5 separate regions of the Mus musculus genome follow, and regions 2, 3, 4 and 5 are each linked to region 1. A link is a contact called in public HiCAR-type, Micro-C and promoter capture Hi-C data. All regions are on one chromosome and are shown on one strand. Each heading gives the region's core, a stretch centred on a gene start, on an enhancer-like site or on the middle of the called end of the contact. The rest is flanking DNA. Distances are from core to core; before and after follow the strand shown.

Region 1 (3,924 bases), core at 359-2,858:
ATTTTTTGTGTCCTTTTTTTCACAGGTGATCCTGCCAGTTCTTCAAGCTAACCTAGGCACATGTTTCTTTCTCCTAAGATTTTAAAACAAACCAGATTTCAAGTGTTCTGTGGGACTCAGAGACAGTCACGAATTAAGTTACAGCCTATTCATTTTTTTTCAATCAGATATGAATGGGGATGGTCTGTAATTTTCTCTAGTCGCTTTTAAAACTACAACAATGCAATCAAGGGAAATTACCTTGCTGGTGATTTTGGGAATCGTTGCCCTAGTCCAATCAACAACGCCTGTAAAAGTTTCTTCTTGTGCTTTTCTTTCACTGCAATAGAAAACACCAGAGTCTGTTGTTTTTAAAGCATCTAGAAAGGCTTCATGCAGTGTGTGGTTCGGCATTGCAATATCAAAACACCACGGCCTGATCTGTCATCTGTCAGGTCAGAGGCCAAAGCTCTTCCTTCATCTTTCAGGATTCTGCTGACTACCTCGGACTTCCACAGCGGCAGAAAACACCCCACAAAGATACAAACTTCGTGGCGCTACTCCCGGTACCGGGACAGCCAGGACCACATCCAGGACGGCCAGCCCCACAGGCAGAGCGCGGCCCGGCGCGGCGCACGCGACTCGAGTCGGACACCCGGGGCCCAGAGCAGCCCGCGGCCCGAGCCCCGGAACCAGGACCATTAACGGAACCAGCCCTGGGCGGCGGCGGCCGCCGCTCGGACTGCGGATCCCGGCGCGCGCCGGCCGCCGCGAGGGCGGGGGCTCCGCGGAGGAGCTGGCCGCCCCAGCGCCCCATTGGGCGCCGCTCCAAACGTGCCCGAGTGGTGACAGGAATAAAGTGGGTCACAAGGCCTAGCGGGTCCCGGGCGCGAGCGCTCTCGGCGGCCGACTCGGCCTGCCCCGCGCTAACCCCGCGCCCAGTCTCAAGCGCGACGCGGCCCCGGAACCCCCGGGGCCCGCGGGACCCACCGCGCCCCCCTGCCCTGCAGGTAACCCCCAGCGGCCCCGGGACACTTGGCGCAGGCCCGGCTGAGCGCGACTCTCCAGAGCTCCGCGCTCTCCGCGTCCCCGGACCCCGGCCGCAGCTCCTGCCTCCCGGCCTGGCCCGCACCCCCTTGGCGCCCCGCGCCCTGTTCCCTGCCCCGGTCCCACACACTGCCCCCCGCGCCCTCCCGCGTCCTCACCGTGCCTGAGGCTCCGGCTTCCTCCCTCCCCCGCCCGGGACTCTGCCCGCGGCGGCTCGCGACAGCCGAGCGGCGACAGCCGGGACACGCCACGGCTCCGGGAGCCGGCAGCACCAGGGGCGGCGAGTGCGCGCCCCCGACCCACCCCTCAAAATTCACCGCTACCGCCGCGCTCCTCCCCCTCCCGGCCTTCCCCTCCTCCACGGAACCCGGGAGCACGCATGCGCCACCCAGGCCAGCCGCCCGCCGCGCGCCGGGCCGAGGCCCACCCGGTGGGGCGCACTCACCGGGAGCGCGTGCGCGGCGGCGGCCAGATTTCCTTCGCGCTCTCGCCGTCCGGGGTTTCCTCTCTCCAGCCGGTAGCCGCCAGCCGAGTCCGTGATTGCGCTGCCTCCCGGCGCATGCGTCGTGGGCGCGGGGCTCCGCGGCCGGCCAGGCTCTGCACTCGCCCCTCCCCTCGCGGCCGCCTTCCCTCAGCGCGCCGGGCGCGCATGCGACTTTCCCCGTTAGGCAGCCCCGAAGCCGCGCCTGGGGATCCCGGGCACCCGAGGAAATCCCACTCTTGCAGGCCGGCGTGAGCTCGTTCCACGGCCGCCGAGGGAAGCCGGGATGCCCCGAGGCCCCCTTCCCTTCGCAGGCCGGGAGGCGGGGCCTAGCGGAGGGTGCGGCCGCCCGCAGCGCCCTGGGCGGCTCGCGGTTCCCCGGGATGCGGCGCTCCCAACCAGTGGGAGCCGCCGCCTGGAATGGTGCCTCTGTCCCCGGGAAAGCAGAGAGCTTGGCCTACGCCAAGTTAGACTTCTCCAGCCCAGTGCTCGGTTTCCTCTCCTGGAGGTTCGTGGGATGCCTGGGACTCGGTTTCCCGGCTCCTAGAGACACGCTAGGCTGGCTGCTCCCCGAGATGGACCTGGACGACCCAAGTGACCTCGGCTGTAGCCAGGGAAGCAAAAGGTCGGGATGTGTTTGCTCCTTTTATGAAAAGGCAGGAGGCACTGCAAAAGATGAGCATGGCGCTACGGATGAACCAGGACCCTAGTTTACACTGGTTTCTTAGCTACTGCACCCGAATTACTGGGAAAGAAGCTAATTCATAGCAATTTCTTTTAAAAATCAACTCGTACAGCAAACAGAAGGCAATAAATAAACCTATACTCTTTAGCTCCAAAAATCCTGTCTACAAGGTAATGTTTGTCTCAATAAGAATTAAGTTCTTGGTGTATATTCAGGAAAGAAAAAAAAAAAAAACCAACTTCAAAACTAGGAATTAGCTGCGATCCCCCCCCCCCCCCCCCAGCAATGTGAACTAGGAGGAGAATCCTCAAATTCCTGGCTACGTAGCCAGAACCCTGCCAGGAGAATCTTTCCTTGGCAGTCTTTGTACCGTTTCGCCATCGAAAGGCACAGTTTCTGCTGTCCTAATCCATCTGCTGCTCGCTTAGGTTCACGTCCTTTGAACCCACCCATTCTCCACTCTGTCCTTGTGGTCCAGGCAGGACACTGTGGAGGAGGAAACCTTGGGTTCTCTGTCTCAGGCTGGCAATTACTGCCAAGAAGATTGTTTCCCAGTGAACCTGATACTGAAAGAAAATAATCTTTTCTTGTGTGACTAATGAAAGAGCAGGCACCACGAAGGGAAAAACCAGAAAACAGATTAAAACATGGTGATATAGCCTAGATGCATGAGCGCTGAAATCGATGTGGGCTAGATTCCTTTGGAAAGTTCAGTTAAAGTAATCAATAAACTCGTGAATGTGTTTGTTTTATTGCTTAAAACCAATAAGAGCTTTTCTGCCATCTACAAGTTAGTGTCTTGATCACTGGTAGTAAAAAAGGGGCAGGAGGTAAGGGTACTGAGGCTGGTAAATAGGTTGCAGCCAAATGAATTTGAATGCTTTCCCTGGGTCAAATGTTTTGGCTTTATTCATTCTCTTTTTCTATTATAGTTCCTCTAGTGTGTGTATACACACTATATACATATATAATATATATACATATATATATATATATATATATCAAAATGACCTTTGCCCCCTTTAATGGTTTCATTGTCCTCTTAGTCACCTGTGACTCCTCCCTCGCTCACATTCTCTGTTTAATTATTTACCAAGACCTGTTGATAATCCCTTGATTTTCTGCTCAGTCCTCTGTCACTGTCTGACTATTTCCCACGGTTCAGTTTACGACTTTTCCCTCATTTAAAAAAAAAAAGTTTTTTTTAATTTCCCAACTTTAACACTGTGTTTCCAGTAAACAAAAGTTTTGCCTCATAGTTTCATAAATCCTAAATCTAGGTTCCCAATTCTAAACCATGGCCTTAAACACCATGTGCCTTGTTGTCATTTAAACTAAGTGTTTCCGGTTCTCTTTTCAACTGTCTTTTCATCAAGTTATTCATCTGTGAAATGATGTAACTTCAAGTTATTCATCTGTAAAAAAAAAAAAAATGTAAACTGCAGATAATAGTCTCAGTTCATAGAGCAATTGAGAGGCACTAGGTATTGACACTACCTGCTAAGTAAATCCCATCTCAAGTGTTGGCCACTTTCAGTTTTGAAATTAAAATATAATTCTATCATTTTCCCCTCCCCTTTTCTCCCTCCATTCCTTCCCAACCATTCACCTTGCTCTCCCTCAAACTCGTGGCCTCTATTTCTCTAATTGGTGCACATGTATTCCCAAATATATATATATATATACAGCCCACTTGGTTTGTATAATGCCACTTGATATTGGATAACCAATT
Region 2 (3,924 bases), core at 997-3,496, 960 kb after region 1:
GTTAGGTAGAATGGTTAGAGGTAGTTGGGAAGAGTGTAGTTTCGCACACAGGACTCAGATTCTCAGTACTGCAAAACCTGGGTGTGTGGATTCAAACCTTTAATCCCAGTAATTGGGAGGCACAGGAAGAAAAAGCAAATGTTCAAGGTTATTTCAGGTGACACAGTGGGTTTGAGCCACTGTGCCTGACTCTGCTTTGAGACAGGGTCTTGTGTATCTTTTTTTTTTTCTTAATGGGAAAACCCAGTTAAGGTGGGTTTTCCCACCTCGACTAGCCTAATCTAGGCAGTCCCTCATGGGCATTTTTTTAAAAGATTTATTTATTTATTATGTCTGTGTACGCTGTAGCTATCTTCAGACACTCCAGAAGAGGACATCAGATTTTTGTTACAGATGGTTGTGAGCCACCACGTGGTTGCTGGGATTTGAATTTAGGACCTTTGGAAGAGCAGTCGGTACTCTTAACCGCTGAGCCATCTCACCAGCCCCAGTCTTGTGTATCCTTAGCCTGGCCTCAGACTAGCTATGTAGCTGGACATGACTTTGAACTGCAGTCCTTTTGCCTTGAACCCTAAGTATCTGGATTACTGACCCAAGCCACCAACCTGGTCTCTCTCTTCACCAATTCAATGGGAAGGAGTTCTTGTTTCGTTTGCTTTTCATTTCCCTCTTCCTCAATTTTATTCCTCTAAGAGTTCTTTTCAAATCTGATTCAATGCACGGAGCTTGCACTGAAAAGACTCTGGTGCGCAGCGGCCTATACCTGTAAGACCAACACTCCAGAGGTGGAAAGACCACAATTTGGATGCCTGCCTAGACTATGTAGGGAGACTGTCCCAGAAAAAACAGCCATTGAAATCTTTGGTGGTCAAGTACCTTAGGGCCTTCATTCCGCCTTGCCTTCAATTTTGTACCAACTAGTAATATATTGTAGGGTTTTGTTTTGTTTTGTTTTTTTTTTTTGAAAGATGGGTTCTACAGCGTGCCAGAAAAGAGGTAAAGGAAAATGTCAGAGAAACCTGAAGCTCTGCTTCCAGCCTCTTAGCACCCACCTGCTGCTACCTCTGTAGTAATGCCAACGAGAGGTTCACACATTTAGATCCGGAAATGCCGGGCCCTGAAGGCGGCCGAGAGCTTTAAACTCTAGCTGGTAGTTCACTAACTACAAATTAAAGGCTACAAGGCCCACTTCCAGGAAGACATTAAAAGCAGGCTAAAAAAGCATTTCAGGTGAGAAGGGACAGGACCTGAGACTCCCTGTCCCCATTATAAGACGTCAGGTACTGAACTGGACTTGGCTTTGTCTCAACCCCCACAAGGACTGATTTTCTCCTGGTTAAGAGTTTGCAATGTGAAAGCATTTTGACCTCATGAAGCTTAAAATTACAGTTAAGCATAAAGATCTGTGTAGGCAGGCACTTAGATTTTGTTTCTTTGATTGAGAAAGGTCTCACTTTGTAGCTATGGCTGGCCTGAAAATTCTTACATAGCACACTAAAGCTTTAAGCTCTCAGCAATCCTCCTGCCTCTGTCTACTGAATTCTGAGTCTGATTGCAGACAAGAGCAATCCCCCACCCCCGGGCCCCCCAATTTGTCAAGTCAATGACCTGGATCTCCTGGTGCTCACGCCTTTCAAGTAGGATTACAGACTTGTGCAGCCAGGGCCGATTTTCGGGTTTTGTATTGTTTTTTAATTTCTTGCACTAGTGTCCCTAAGTAGCCCAGGTTGATCTTGAACTCCGGCCTTTAACTCTTGATCCTCCAGTCTCAACAGCATTCTGAGTGTTGGGATTAACGGCGAGAGCCCACACGCCAGGCCTGAACAGTATTTTTCGAGGCTTCAGCCTTACTTAAGAGGCCAGTGACAATACTTCTCAAGAGGGCGGTCAATGCCTGCACGTTTTTTCCTCCAACAACCCCAATTCTCGTGCACGCCCGGGTAAGGCTGGGGCTAACTTCTGCTATTTGTTTATAAAAGAAAGAAGCTCAGGGAGTAGGTTCCGCCCCTTTAATGAGCCTAAGGCGGGAGTCGGGGGCCGGGCGGATTAGGTAAGTTTCCCCCGAGGCGCGCCCCCAGGCAGGCCAGGAGTCCACTTCGAGCCTCGGGACCGAGGGGCGGGGCGCGCTCGGCGGCCACGCGCGCGGGCGGGGAAGGGGGCGTGTCGGCGGGCGCGCGCGGACGGCGAGGGGGCGTGTCCGGCGGGCGGGCGGGCGGCGACGGCGCGGGCCGGGTGCGCGGCGCAGCGTCCTGTGCTGGAATGTGCGGCTCCCGCGAGCTCGCGGCGCAGCAGCAGAAGACCGAGGAGCGCCGCCGAGGCCGCGGGCCCCAGACCCGGGCGGCCGGGACCGCAGCGACGGCAGAACCAGGGCCGGCGGTCTGATCCCGCTCCGCGATCGCACCCCGGGATCTCGAGGGCCTCGACGCCCAACTTTTCCCCGCTCTCCCTCCCCTCCCCTCCCCCGAAAGTCCAGCAACAAAGAAAAGGAGTTGGAGCGGCGGCGACGCGGGGGTGGCGGACCGTGGGCGCACAGTTCAGAGGGTAGGACGCGGCGGAGCGAGGAGAGCGACGGGGGAGGGCGGCGGGCAGGCGCGGAGCGGCGCGAGGCGCTGTCCAGGGCTGATTTGCAGATACTGTGGCTCGGGCGGCGCGGCGGCCGGGCGGGGGCGGGATCGAGTTACGGAGCGAGTCACGGGCTGGGCCGGGGGCTGGTGCGGAGCGGCGTGGGCATCGGCCCCCAGCGGAGCACGGGGAGGCCCTTCCGCACGGCGCTGAGATCCGGGGCCACGGAGGCCGGAGCGCCGCTGCTGGTGACCGCGGTCCTGAAACTTCCCCCCTCCGCCCTCCCTCCGCCTCGGGCCCAACGCCCCCGGCCCCGCCGGCGTCCCAGGCTCGCCGCCCCCTCCCCCCCAGTCGTAGCAGGGCCGGAAGGCGGCCGCCCCGCTTGACTCAGCCCGGGGCACGGGCGGCGCCGGCGGCAGGCTGGACAGCGATTTCTGCGGCCCGCGCTGGCTCTGCGCAGCGGGGGAGCGAAGTTCGCAAACTTCCGGGCCACGGGGGCGGCGGTGGCGGCCCGCGTGGGGCCCCTCGCAGCGACCGGGGGCCGACAGCCTCGGGAGGGCGCCGCGGAGCCCCGGTACAGGCCCGATCGGACGCGGGTAGCGAGGTAACTTTTCCGCCCAGTCCCGGCCGGGCTAGTGGCGGGCGGCGGGGGAGGGGGCTGCGGGGCCGCGGCCGGCCGGGGAGGCGCCTCTAGGGTGGTGGGCAGCGCGTGAGGTCCGAGCCCAGGCACCGCCCGCGGGTTGGTGGCGGAGAGGAAGCAAGAGGGCCCAAGTTTGCAAAGAGCTGCTTTGTGTTTGGTATTTTGAGAAAATGGCCGAATGCCTATTTCAGTTAGGAATGCCGCCGCCGAGGCCGGCGCTGGTGGCAGCGGCACATAGGAATTCGGTGCAACACGTTGCTCTCGGGCTGTGCTTAGCACAGTCTGCCCGAGAGACGTGGAGATTTCCTTGGGAGTGTGGCTGCCGAGGTGCGTGGGGGAAGCTTTAGAGTGGATGTTGAGGTCCGTTGTGGAATCCGTGGGGCTGTTGAACTAGGGGAGAGCCGTTTCCTGTGATGGCATTCGGGCTCAACTTTTTGTTGGGGCATGTAACTGAGCGAGCGAGTGAGCGGGCGAGCTTGTGTTTTAGACTCTAGGTGAAGCGGCCCGCTTTTAGTATTTTCGGTTTTTAGTTTGTCTTTTAGTACTTTTTTTATTCTTTGCATATCTTGCCTTTAATAATTTGCAAGAGGCACACTGAGTTCTGAGACTGGTACCTTTGAGGCTGGAGGTTGAGACCATTTAGAAACTCAACTTGTTTTCAAGAAGGTGATCTGTAATGGCTTCCCCTAGGCAAGTAGGCCAAGTCAAGCACAATGCGGCTA
Region 3 (3,924 bases), core at 1,062-3,561, 790 kb after region 1:
ATACAGTTGTTTCCAGCCTTCCTCCGGAGGAACGGATAGAGGGGAGGATAGAGAACGGGAGAGAGGCCTAGAGTCTCCAATACGGAGGCAGGCTGTGCCCTGGCTGCAGTTTCAGTAACTTGAGCTCTCTGTTCTGATGGTGCTTTCTCTCTTAAGGGAGTGGCAAAATGAGCAAAGATTCAGCAAGTATCTGAGACAATATATGGCAGATATCTATCACTCCAAAGGTCAGCATGGGGCCGGTGGCACACTCAGTGGCAGAATGGGCTCAACATGCTCGAGACCCTAGCCTGGATCTCCAACACCATGCAACAGAGGCAACATGACCATTCTGCTCTACAGACAGAAGAGTCTTGGAGACCAAGTCAGGGTTAGATTCCCTAGATGGTACTGCATCCATAATATCCAACAGCCTAGTTCTTAAAACATGAGACATCTCTATCTACATCATTAAATATAGCACGGTCTTTTAATGCTAAGACTAGAACAGCTTGCCTTTTGATGAGTTGCAAGAAACACGAGCTTTTAGACTTGGGTTACAATAAATCATCTTCTATTGGGTTCTGATTCTGGTTAAATAGCCTTTCTATTTGATCCGGGACCGGGAGGATTACCCATGGATAAATTCTCCAAGTTGTCTCGGCTTAGCAAGGATCATCTAGGACTTAGGGCTCAGGATTCTGGTTTTTTTTTTTTTTTTTTTTTTTTTTTATTTATTTATTATATGTAAGTACACTGTAGCTGTCTTCAGACACACCAGAAGAGGGCGTCAGATCTTGTTACAGATGGTTGTAAGCCACCATGTGGTTGCTGGGACTTGAACACTGGACCTTTGGAAGAGCAGTCAGGTGCTCTTACCCACTGAGCCATCTCACCAGCCCCCCAGGATTCTGGTTTTAATAGCCCAGGGAGCACTATTACAGGGTTTTAAGCTTTAACTGAGCAGGGTGAAGAGAGGACAAAGCCCCTCCTTCTCCAGTCTATTAACTGAAGGGATAAGAATATCCCAGCTCAGAGGAAAATTGAAAGGCGTGAAATGCTTTGAGAGAAACAGGACCAACTCCCAAATGGTTTATCATACGTGGCAAATCATCTTTCCACGACCAAAGGGAATAAGAAAGAAGTTAGAGGGTAGATTGGACTGGAGAGAGAGTTGCCTAAAGGCTCCAACACTGTGCCAGGTGGTACTGCGATCTCTACCCTAAGCAAATTTTGGGGATAATGGGATAGCGAGGAAGCCTTTTATGAACAGACAAATTATCATCATGCAAGGGGGTCGTGTGCTGCGGCCATAGCAACAGAGGGCTACTTCTTGGTAAATTCCAGAGAAAGACTCTAAAGCTGAACCTGAAGCTCAGAGTCAGGGGATTAATAAAAACAGCAACAAAACCTGAACCGAAGTATGGCAGTGTGCCTGTTAGGTGCAGCACAGAGATGTGGTGATGTGGCGGGAAGAGCAACCTGGCAGGTCAGGTCCTCCATCCCTATCCCCACGACAGTACCCTTCCCTCCCGCCCGCCCCCACCCCCCTCCCCCGCCTTAGTTTTGTCTTCTGACAAACCGGAAGACCAACCTTATAGCTGATCGCTAACGTCCCTTTAAACCATGACAACCCTGATGAGAATAAACCTTCCCGAAGCTTTCCAGCACAGCGGGAAGAGTTACTGAGCTTGGAAACCGAAAGGAAAGCAGGCGAGATGCTCCCACTACAGGAGGAGAAAGCAAGGGGCCGGATCTGGAAGGCAGTGGAAACCCAAAAAGAGGATGGTGTTGAGACAGGGTAGGGTGGATAGGGGCTGGGCGCCCGGGGAACTGCGGAATGATTTGGGGACTGAGATACATATGATGGAGGCCCGCGGCAGCCGCGGGAACCCGCCAGTCCCGGAGGATACATAGGCTTGGGGACTCACCTGCGTCTGCTCCTCCGTGAGACCCGCCTCGGCTGCGATGAGGCACAGCGTGGTGGGGTCCGGGTGCTTGTTGACCTTGTTGAAGTTGTACTCCAGGATCTCCACCTGGTCCTCCGTGGGGCCGCTCGCGGTCTGCGCCGACATGGTCCGTGCGCGTCTGCAGGGGAACCAGATGGCCCGGGTGAGCGAGGTCCGCCTGCCCCCTCCCGCCGTTCCACCGAGGCGCCCCGCGCCGCTGGCTGCGGAGTTTGGGGGGAACCCTCCTTCCCCGGGACCGTCCCCAACCTGACTAAGGATGGAGAGGAGGAAGAAGACGCCTCCCGCCTGACACTCCGAGGGGACAGTATACTGAGGAAGCGCCTCAAGTGCTGCCTCCGGAGATCCGGAGCTGCCCTAGGGACTGAGGACACTCGCGGGGCTGGGCTCCCGTCGCCGTGGGCACGCCTCCCGGGCCGCCACACTCCGCCTCCGCCGCGGGCTAGCACGTGGGGGCCTTGCCAGGGAGCGCAGGGCAACGCACACTTTGGGGAAAGACGCTCACTGCACAAGTTGGGGAAAAAGAGACCGCACTTACAAACAATACTACCAATGGATATTTACTCTTTTTTTTCCCCCTGATTAAAAAATAGCACGTACTGCAGAAAATGTGAAGGACATTAAAATCACAGAGGGAAAATTAAATTGCCAGCTTAGTCGCAAATAACGGCTATAAAATTTTTGGATGATACTTTAAAGATCTTTCCAATGTACTTGTACTGAGACGGAAATGGAAACACAGCGATAATGATTTATGATTTACGGCTGGGTGGTAGCGTGGAGAAGGCTGAGCCATGAGCATGCGGAAGGCAGCTGAACCCCAAATGCCAAGCCTCCATCCCAAGAGCCTACCTACCTCACTGCGGTCTCCTGTATGTGTGTGAGATACCTTTCAAAACCTACCCAATTAATCAGGATCAAAATCAACTATCATTTAGAACCTCAGACTTCAGCCCAGAAAAATAGGTCCACCTCCAGCTTCCAGTTCTCCAGCAACAAATGTTGTCAGCATATCGCAGCAACAACCTTCCTGCTGCGCCACACCAATATAGCTTCAGACTTGGGGCTAAGAAAACTACCAGGTGTGTTCCCTCCTCCTATGCTTCCTGTTGAAAACTAGGAGGTAAAGACGGTTGGTCTTCAAGATATTCTTGGCTGTAGATTCTGTCCAGGCTTAGCCAAGCAGTAGTGTGGGAATCACCCTGGCTTGTTGCATTAACAATCGCAGAGTCCCGAGCGGGTTTTGATGTGGTTTGTGCCTGGGGGTGAACTATCTGGATAGTGTGCTCAGAGCTAACCACCTTCTCATCTGTGGCTTATACCTCCTACTTCCTAAGTCAATGCTTCTTACCTCTCCTCTAGTTCCCTTGAAGAGGTTTCAGACAGGAGGAACTTTTCAACTACGTGGGACTGGGCCTCAAAGCATTTGCCAAGTCACCAGCAAATCATTTTCAGGGAACTAGATGTCCCTCTACTTAAAATTTGTACCAAGGATCCCCGACTCTGCACCAAGGCTGTGGCCCATCTGGTTAGAAATACCTTTCCTGGGCTGGAGAGATGGCTCAGCGGGTAAGAGCATTGACTGCTCTTCCAGAGGTCCTGAGTTCAATTCCCAGCAACCACACATGGTGGCTCACAACCATCTGTAATGAGATCTGATACCCTATTCTGATGTGTTTGAAGACAGCTACAGTGTACTTACATATAATAAATAAATCTTTTAGAAAAAGAAAGAAGGAAGGAAGGAAGGAAGGAAGGAAGGAAGGAAGGAAACAAGGAAAGAAATACCTTTCCTGTTAGCACGCATTTCCCCTCCCCGTCCTTCTATGACACATACTCTTTTGAAAGTCATCTCACAGTCAGGGACATTGAGGCAGAGGACCCAAAGATTCCACGATTTCCAACAATGGCCAGAACTCTAGAGCGGAAATACTGAGTGTTGGTTCCAGGCCCGTGGTCTGCTAGCCCCCTTACAGTA
Region 4 (3,924 bases), core at 850-3,349, 730 kb before region 1:
GGTGTCAGGAGAGGCAGTTATATACCTGGGTCATTTGATCATTCTCTAGTACTGACACATTTTAAGTGAATAGTTTGGAAAATGAATTTTCTTAAGCCTGTCAATATCCGAAAGGATGGCTTCAATATTAAATGATGTCAGAAAGCTGGGAAGTGATATATTATTCTTGATGATACTCAATGAGGCCATGTGTATTTAAATTGTTATTTTCCCCAGTGATTATCTCCCTTTTATTTTTCCATTCTTAAAAATATTATTTGTATTATCTATCCATCCATCTATCTATTTATCTACTCATCCATCTATCCATCCATCCACCCACCTATCTACCTACCTTCCAATTTATTACATTTTTGTGGTGGTGTGTGTCTGCCCTAGTTTACACTTTTAAGCATTCTGTAGGGCTGTTTAATCCATTTGTCAGGATGCCAGTGAGACCACTCATTTGGACCGTCTAGGGCTCTTGCTACCAAGCTGGAAGGTGCCTGAGTCCCAGGACCTATACAGTGGAGAGAAAGAACACACTCTTCAAAGTTGTTCTCTGACACCCACATGAAGCACCTTCAATAAACAAATAATAAATAAGTAAACAAATTATAAAAAAATATGTGGGGAAACGATACCAGAAAAAATATTGGTTTGAGGTCTCACACTTAAACACTATTAAGTGTACAATCTTGGGACTTAAAGAACCCCCAAAACAAACGTTTATCTTCTCTACTTCATAACGTTAACTGTAGACCCGGATACTATAAAAACCCAGATTGTTACTGTCCACCCCCGGATAGCCACAGTGACTGTGAAATGTCCCTAGGTAGAAATTGTCTTAAGAGAATTACTTTAGGAGTTGGAGAGTTGGGTCAATTAGTTAAGAACAAGAAAGTTGGCGCATGACTTTAATCCCAGCACTTGGGAGGCAGAGGCAGGCGAATTTCTGAGTTCGAGGCAGCCTGGTCTACAAAGTGAGTTCCAGGACAGCCAGTAACCCTGTCTCGAAACAAACAAACAAACAAACAAAGAAACAAACAAAGAACAAGAGTAGTTGGGCTCCAGGCACCCACAAGATGATACACAAGCATCCGTAACTCTAGTTTCAGGAGATCTGACATCCTTCTGACCTCCCTGGGCACTAGTCACACACGTGGCACACACACATATTCATGTAAGTAAAACACTCATACACATTAAAAAAAAACTTTAAAAGGAAATTATTTTGCTTTTATCTTGCTCCTAAGGCAGACCACAGTCGGATCGAGTTGGGGAAAGGGGGACTCAGAGGGGATGGGGCGGGGGGGGGGTGTTGAGGGTGAGATTAAAAAAATAATTAACACAAGAGAAAAGGCACCCAAATGCAAATAGGTTTTAAAAACCGAGTTTCAAAGCTAACTCCTTCACAGGATGCCTCTGTAGTCCACTGGCCCAGTTTCCACAAGTCTCAGCAGGAGCTTGGCTGGGTGGAGGTCCACGCTGGCCAATAGAAATCAGCTGTATTCTTACAGGTTTCGCAGCAGGTGGAGAAACTGAGCATGAAAAATTACTTAAACGTGGGCTCGGTCTTTTACTGAGGTCAGGGGTGCCACGATCCGTCCTCCTCTACCAACAGGAACAGAAATAAATGTTGGGGACCCAGTTTCCTAATCCCTTCGCCCGGCAATCCCGACTAGTAACACCTCCACCATAAGCCGAATATATTCTCCCCGCTCCGGAGCTTGCTGGAGGGACCGGTGGTTGTCCTTTATTGTCTAGGGAGCACCTGCCAGGTGGCTGGCCCGTACCTAATGCGCTCGTGGCGCTGGGCTTCACAAAGCGCGGGCAGCACCTGCGTGGCCAGCCAGCCGCCTGGACTGAAGGACCACCGATGGAGGGAGAGTGCTAGGAGGAAGAGGATCCAGGGTGGAGGGCCTGTGGGGGCTCCTGGTCTTAGAGGGCACAGCGCCCCCGGGATCAGCTTATTGCAGCCCGAGAGCCCCGGGCACTAGGCAGCGGGAGGGAGTGCGACCCGGGCGGGAGAAGGGAGGGGCGTGGCCACGAGCTGGGAGGAGGGCTGGAGGAGGGGCTGTCGCGCGCCGCTAGTGGCTCTGGGGGCTCGGCTTTGCCGCGCTCGGTGCACTTGGGCGAGAGCTGTAGCAGAGAGAGGAGCTCAGAGTCTAGCGCAGCCACCGCGATGAGAGGCGCTCGCGGCGCCTGGGATCTGCTCTGCGTCCTGTTGGTCCTGCTCCGTGGCCAGACAGGTGGGAAAGAGCGGCAGACAAGAGGACTGCACCCTCTGTGGGCGCAGCCCGGGTCCGGGAGGGGTGCCACCTGGGTGCGTCCGGAGTGGTAGCTGTTGGCTTTTCCCATGCCTACCACCTCGAAGGTGGTAGGCGGCCGCGGGACTCTGGTGGCCCGCCTCGCTCACCTGAGCTGAGAGACCTCAGCCCGGGTGGTGGAGACCCGGGGCCGAGGGTCTTCTGGGAACCCAGGCAGCGAGCTGCAGGCTGCGGGCGAGTTTGGTGATGCTTTTGTGCCGACTGCGCGCGGGTGGCAGGGGCGGGCGGCCTCGGGCTTCGCACCGAGAGCGTCCTCTCTCCGAGCGAGGTGCGGCCACGGCTTCCTTTTTGTTAAAAGTTGCGCGTGGGTGACCGACGCCTGGGACAACCAGCCCACGGGTCCCGGACACACGCCGGGCAAAGTTGGAGAGCCTTTTCTTGCGGCCGCTGCTTCCCCACCTCGGGCGCTCTTTGTGCACAGTGCTGGGGACGCAACTGCAGCCGCTCTCATCGTGCGCGGCGCCACCCGAGGAGACGAATCTCGGGCTTGCTTGCCCCCACCCAACTCCGTTTTTTGCACGGGGAGCACGCGGCGTGAGGCTCTGGGGCGGGACCCCACGAGCCTGTAGGTGGCGGCTATGGGGACAACTTGAGCCGGGCGTGTGGCGAGCAGCCGCTAGGTTGCAGACTTTTTCCTTTTGTAAATCTCGTGCTAGGGGCTCGCCCCTCTCTGCAGCCGCACGGTGTTCGTTGCTGCCACGCGCCAGGGAGCTGCTGTAGCCTACGTTGGTCGCCAGCTTCTGGGAATCAGGGACTGCGTGCGGGGACGCAGCTGTTCTTGCCACCTCGTGCGCGCTGGACCAGGACCGAGTCAGTTCTCCCCAGCTTTGGAAACCTCTGGTTTCAGTGTATGCGACTTGTAATCGCAGGTGGCCGTTTTTTTTTTTTTTTTTTTTTTTTGGAGGGGAATCCCGAGATCCAGAAACCCTCTCCCACGTGATAGCCATACTCAGGGCTGCCTGGGGAGGCTAGGGGGTGGGGGAGAAGGGGTAAGCTTTCTGCAAATAGCATTTGTTTCTTCAAGCTGTTGGGAAAATCTTGTTACCTTTTGCAGGGTAACTTGGGTCTCAAGATCTTAAGGTTCCGGAGCTCCTCAGCCCTGCCCCTTTTTTTGCCAGGTGTCGCTGGTGCACTGCCCGTGCAGGTTGCCTGCTTAGTCCTGAAGCCCTGCTCCCTCCTAGGTCATTTTCAAAACAAAAACCAGAAACCCTTTTAGGTTACCTTGATGCTATAGGCTAGAGACAATCTGCACGCTGCAATAAGGCGTCAGATGGCCAGCATCTCTGTGACCTGTTTTGAGCCCACCGCTGACTGCGTTTTCCAGATCTCACTCCCTAGATGCTTTTGAAAGGCTGGGAGAGGGCTTTTTTTTTGTGGGGGAAGTCTTGCATCTGGACCTCTGCGCGCACAGAAGAGGGGTCACCAAGGGTCACAAATGAGTGTTCAGATTCCTAGGCATATTTGACCACTTAGCTGAAAATGACCCCAGTGATCTTTTACGTTTTCCACCTTGTTCTGCTTTAGAGCAAGGTGGAACGCCACAAAGATCACAGTTCCCTTTTGAAAACAGAAACGAGTCAATGGTTTGCATTTTCCCCCTGATTAGTCTGCTCTG
Region 5 (3,924 bases), core at 867-3,366, 670 kb after region 1:
TAGTTGCGGTCTGCCACCCACCCATCTCAAAAATTTTAACCCAGAATTGTTCCTGTCTAACAGAAACACAGACAAAAATGGAGCAGACTGAAGGAAAGGCCATCCAGAGACTGCCCCACCTTGGGATCCATCCCATCAGCAAACACCAAACCCTGACATTATTGCAGATGCCGAGATGTTCTTGCAGGCAGGAGCCTGGTATGGCTGTCGTTTGAGAGGCTCTGCCAGCACCTAAGACAGATGCAGATACTCAGACTTTCTGATCTTTAAAGAAAAACAAAAACTAGGTCTCCAGTCTCAATTGTCATCCTCAGTTCCTCAGAGAACTTACCACCACTTAGTATATTGTTGTTTATTGTCTATCTCATCTAACTAGGAAATACATAATCCAAGGACACTGGACATCTTATTTACCTCAGCAACTGTAAATTCCTAGTACAGGCATGCACATAGCACTGAGATACTCACTGAATGAATAAAAGTGCAAATTCCCAAAGATGGGGACACAGCACTGGGTGATTTAATAGACGACTGCATGTTCAGCAGCTGGGAAATACACTATAGTTGGGGTCTTGGGTGTTTTGTCAAGGCTCCTTTGGCACTGTTTAAAGGTGGTGGAACGTCTAGGCCAGTGGTTCTCAACCTTCCTAATGCCATGACCCATTAATACAGTTCTTCATGTTGTGGTGACCCCACAGCCACCACCATAGAATTATTTTGTTGCTACTTTCATAACTAAATTTGCTATTGCTATGAATAGTAATTTAAATATCTAATTTGTAACCCCCCTGGCGGGGTCACAGCTGTAGGAGATGGTGCCTAGCGTGAGTGTACTTTTTAAAAACTTGACATTTTGTCTGTGGCTTCTCCAGCTTCTTCCTTCCCAGTAACCATTAGGTGAGCGGCTTAGGGCCACTACGACATGATTTCCATCATGATGAAGCACCTCACTGAGGTTCCAAAGCAACAAAGCCAACCTACTGTGGCTGAAATCTATGAAATCATGACCCAAAAGAAACTCTTTTAAGTTCAGTCTGATGTATCATACTGACCACACATATGACAATCAGCTAGCGTTTCAGCACTTGACTCAGGCAAGAAACAGGAAGTAGATAGGTGGTTTAAAACCTAAGTAGCAACATTAAGAGAACATTAGGTTGAGTCTAGGGGAAGTGAAGGAAGGTTTGGTTCAGGTCTCCCAGGTAGTAAGCAAAGTAAATAAGGTCTCTGGTCTTAGGACTATAGGTCGTTCAAAGAGAGGGGACTTAAGGATCAATACTCAGGAATAGAGAGCCTTGTAGATGGTGTAATCTTGTAGAGGGTGTAGCTGAATGCTAAGACCACTTACATAGTATGCACGGGTCTTCTCCACAAGGAAGTCGAGCCTTGGAAGCAGAATGTGTACTGGCTAGGCTGCAAGAACAGGTTTCCTTAAAGTACATTAAGGAAGGCCTCCAGGACGTAGTTTATTGTATGACATCTACCTAAGTCAATATACTCACCTCAGAACCTGGTCCTTCTCATCTCCTCGGGCTTCCAGCCCACACTGCTCCTGAAACTAGATCTCAAAGGGAGGTTAAACAGTGCCGTTCACTGTATTTTTGTCAGTCCCAGACCTATCTTCACTTCTAGATTTAGTCCCAGGTTCTAATCACCGCTCGTGTCCTAAAATGGCAATCCCGAAGCACCCATGAGCAGCTGTGGCTCTACCTGCCGCCTTCAAGAGCCTCTCTACGGTTCCTTAAATTAGGTACCCCTCCTACCACCCGAAGAACCGGGAGTTTTCTCTCCCAAAGACTGTCGCCCGGCCACAGTCGGAGCACAGGGGTCTCCCCAGAATGCCGGCGGCTTGGGGCTAACAGTTTCGGCGAGCGCCTTCTGAATCTGACCCCTCCTACCTCCAGTCACCTTTGGATTAGGAGTAAGGGCGTCAGGCAAACAAATGTCTTGCCGCAAGACAGAAAAAATTAAAAACCGATTTCTGACGCTAGCTCTGGGACAGACCAGCTCGCGACTCCCGGCCGCCTAGCAACCATCAACTTCCTCCTTCGCCGAGCCAACTTCGAGATCCTCTTCCGGGGCAGAGGTCGCCCTGCTCCTCCCACCCCCCTCCCCCACCTCACCCCCACCTCCTCCAAGATGGCGAGCGGCGGCAGTGGTGGGGTGTCAGTCCCTGCGCTGTGGAGTGAGGTGAACCGTTATGGGCAGAACAGCGACTTCACGCGTGCCCTCAAGACTGTCAACAAGAGTAAGTGTCCCGGCGGCCCGGGTTGTCGGGAGGAGGACATCTCCTGGGTCGAGCGTGCGACCCCTCGGCACAGCGCGGAGGGGGATCGCTGCGTCCTCAGGCTCGGCCCCAAGCCCGGGGGCGGGTCGCTGTCCCACGGCCACCGGCGGCCCGAGCTCGGTCGCTTAAGGCCACGTGTACTTCCCTCTGTCCCCGCGAGACCGGGCGCGAGGGGGAGGGGGGACTTAAAGAGACCATGGCGTCCGGAACCGCTTCCCAAAATGTTTTTCGTGTCGTCTCCGCGGCGGGATTTTGCAAAGATGTCAGATTGACTTTTCTTCGTTCATCTTGAGTGAAGGGATCAGGACAGTGTCATGGAGGAAACTTGTTGACTGGGGCTGGGGCCGGGGAAGGAAACCTGTCTGGACACGTAGCATCCGCTCTGTTGCAGACAAGGTGGAAGCGTTGCAGATTGGAAAGGTGTGAATATCAAGTCGTTATTCATTTCCACGCACAAAGTCTTCCCCGTAGTGTTTAGCCAGAGAGTGAGTGAGTGAGCGTCCCAACATTTAAAATAACGTAAGGAAACTAACCTGCATTTTTAGCCCCCATAAGTTATAATTTCAAATTTTAGTTGCCTTCAGTATGAGATTCCATAAGTTGTTATTCATCACTATGTGCCTGTAATATGGCCGTGCTATATTTTGTACAGTAGATACACCTGTGTGTGTCAGGTTTGGTGATGTAACTATGAAACCCTTCAGCTGTACAAAGCCCCAGTTACATAAAGGCTATCACAGTAATATACACTTTAAACCTTCGGGTTCCTGAGTTCCTATAAAAGTAGTGACAGTGGCCACAGTGCATTAAGGAAGACAGCTACTAATTAGAATTGATGATTGCCAAACTTACTTGAATTCACTTTAGCCCTTCAGTGGGCCTACAACCAATATTTAGTATCGGTATAAAACTCTGTAGCACTTCTTTGATCAGCCAAGACTGTCCCTTCAGCCCTGTCTATTAATTTCTAGAAGTCCCTTCGACGACTCGTAAAGTGAGAATTGGATTCCTGTGGTTGACTAGGAGCGAGGGGAACCATGGTCCTAGTCATTTTGACACTTGACACGCTGTTGGCATAGAGCCGTGGCCGCCTGAGTTCTTTGTATTTCCCTTTGATCTCTTTATGGGAAAGGGAAATTTTGAATATTTCTTTAGAACACTCTAAAGATAAATCATGTCTACATTGTACTTTTTTTTTAACAAAAGATTTATTTATTATTATATCTAAGTACACTGTAGCTGACTTCAGATGCACCAGAAGAGGGCATCAGATCTCATTACGAGTGGTTGTGAGCCACCATGTGGTTGCTGGGATTTGAACTCAGGACCTTCGGAAGAGCAGTCGTTGCTCTTAACCACTGAGCCATCTCTCCAGCCCTACATTGTACTTTTTGTTTGCTTTACAGTGCTGAAGATTAGACTGTGGGCCTCACATTCGTTAGGCAAGCTGGATTCTCGTCTGTATTTAGTAAAAGTGTGCAAGAGGAATGGATTTAGAAATGGCTCTCCTAAACACTGTTCTCTAGTATTGCAGATCAACAAGGATGATGTCACTGCCCTGCACTGTAAAGTAGTTTGCCTTATCCAGAATGGAAGTTTCAAAGAAGCCTTGAATGTCATCAATACTCACACCAAAG

Evidence for each region. A called contact is a pair of places that touch in the nucleus more often than the background predicts. HiCAR-type assays count read pairs that join an accessible place to other places. Capture Hi-C pulls out chosen DNA fragments and counts their contacts.
Region 2: a Micro-C map of embryonic stem cells shows a contact between it and region 1, with 4 times the contacts expected there. The contact joins the promoter of Rest here to the promoter of Clock in region 1. A contact is called at or near these places in 2 of 39 promoter capture datasets (liver and pre-B cells), 1 of 484 Hi-C or Micro-C datasets (embryonic stem cells) and 2 of 115 datasets of contacts at active chromatin or transcription factors (both in embryonic stem cells).
Region 3: a contact with region 1 is called in a promoter capture Hi-C map of liver. The contact joins the promoter of Hopx here to the promoter of Clock in region 1. A contact is called at or near these places in 1 of 39 promoter capture datasets (cranial neural crest) and 1 of 9 other capture datasets (liver).
Region 4: a Micro-C map of embryonic stem cells shows a contact between it and region 1, with 2.5 times the contacts expected there. The contact joins the promoter of Kit here to the promoter of Clock in region 1. A contact is called at or near these places in 2 of 484 Hi-C or Micro-C datasets (both in embryonic stem cells) and 2 of 115 datasets of contacts at active chromatin or transcription factors (large pre-B cells and stem cell-derived neural progenitor cells).
Region 5: a contact with region 1 is called in a HiCAR-type map of astrocytes, with 2.7 times the contacts expected there. The contact joins the promoter of Srp72 here to the promoter of Clock in region 1. A contact is called at or near these places in 1 of 39 promoter capture datasets (liver), 1 of 484 Hi-C or Micro-C datasets (embryonic stem cells) and 1 of 115 datasets of contacts at active chromatin or transcription factors (astrocytes).

The regions. Positions count from the first base shown.
Region 1 is chr5:76,303,184-76,307,107 of GRCm38.p6, forward strand. Clock (circadian locomotor output cycles kaput) reads right to left here and starts at 1,609. Exons shown (of 23, transcript NM_001289826.1): 1 at 1,472-1,609; 2 at 241-319. Gm7467 (predicted gene 7467) reads left to right here and starts at 1,693. Exons shown (of 1, transcript NR_152171.1): 1 at 1,693-2,344.
Region 2 is chr5:77,263,248-77,267,171 of GRCm38.p6, forward strand. It overlaps Rest (RE1-silencing transcription factor), which reads left to right and starts at 2,247. Exons shown (of 4, transcript NM_011263.2): 1 at 2,247-2,541.
Region 3 is chr5:77,092,956-77,096,879 of GRCm38.p6, forward strand. It overlaps Hopx (HOP homeobox), which reads right to left and starts at 2,312. Exons shown (of 3, transcript NM_001159900.1): 1 at 2,196-2,312; 2 at 1,911-2,067. The coding sequence starts at 2,054.
Region 4 is chr5:75,572,888-75,576,811 of GRCm38.p6, forward strand. It overlaps Kit (KIT proto-oncogene receptor tyrosine kinase), which reads left to right and starts at 2,100. Exons shown (of 21, transcript NM_001122733.1): 1 at 2,100-2,231. The coding sequence starts at 2,165.
Region 5 is chr5:76,972,585-76,976,508 of GRCm38.p6, forward strand. It overlaps Srp72 (signal recognition particle 72), which reads left to right and starts at 2,117. Exons shown (of 19, transcript NM_025691.1): 1 at 2,117-2,248; 2 at 3,814-3,924. The coding sequence starts at 2,140.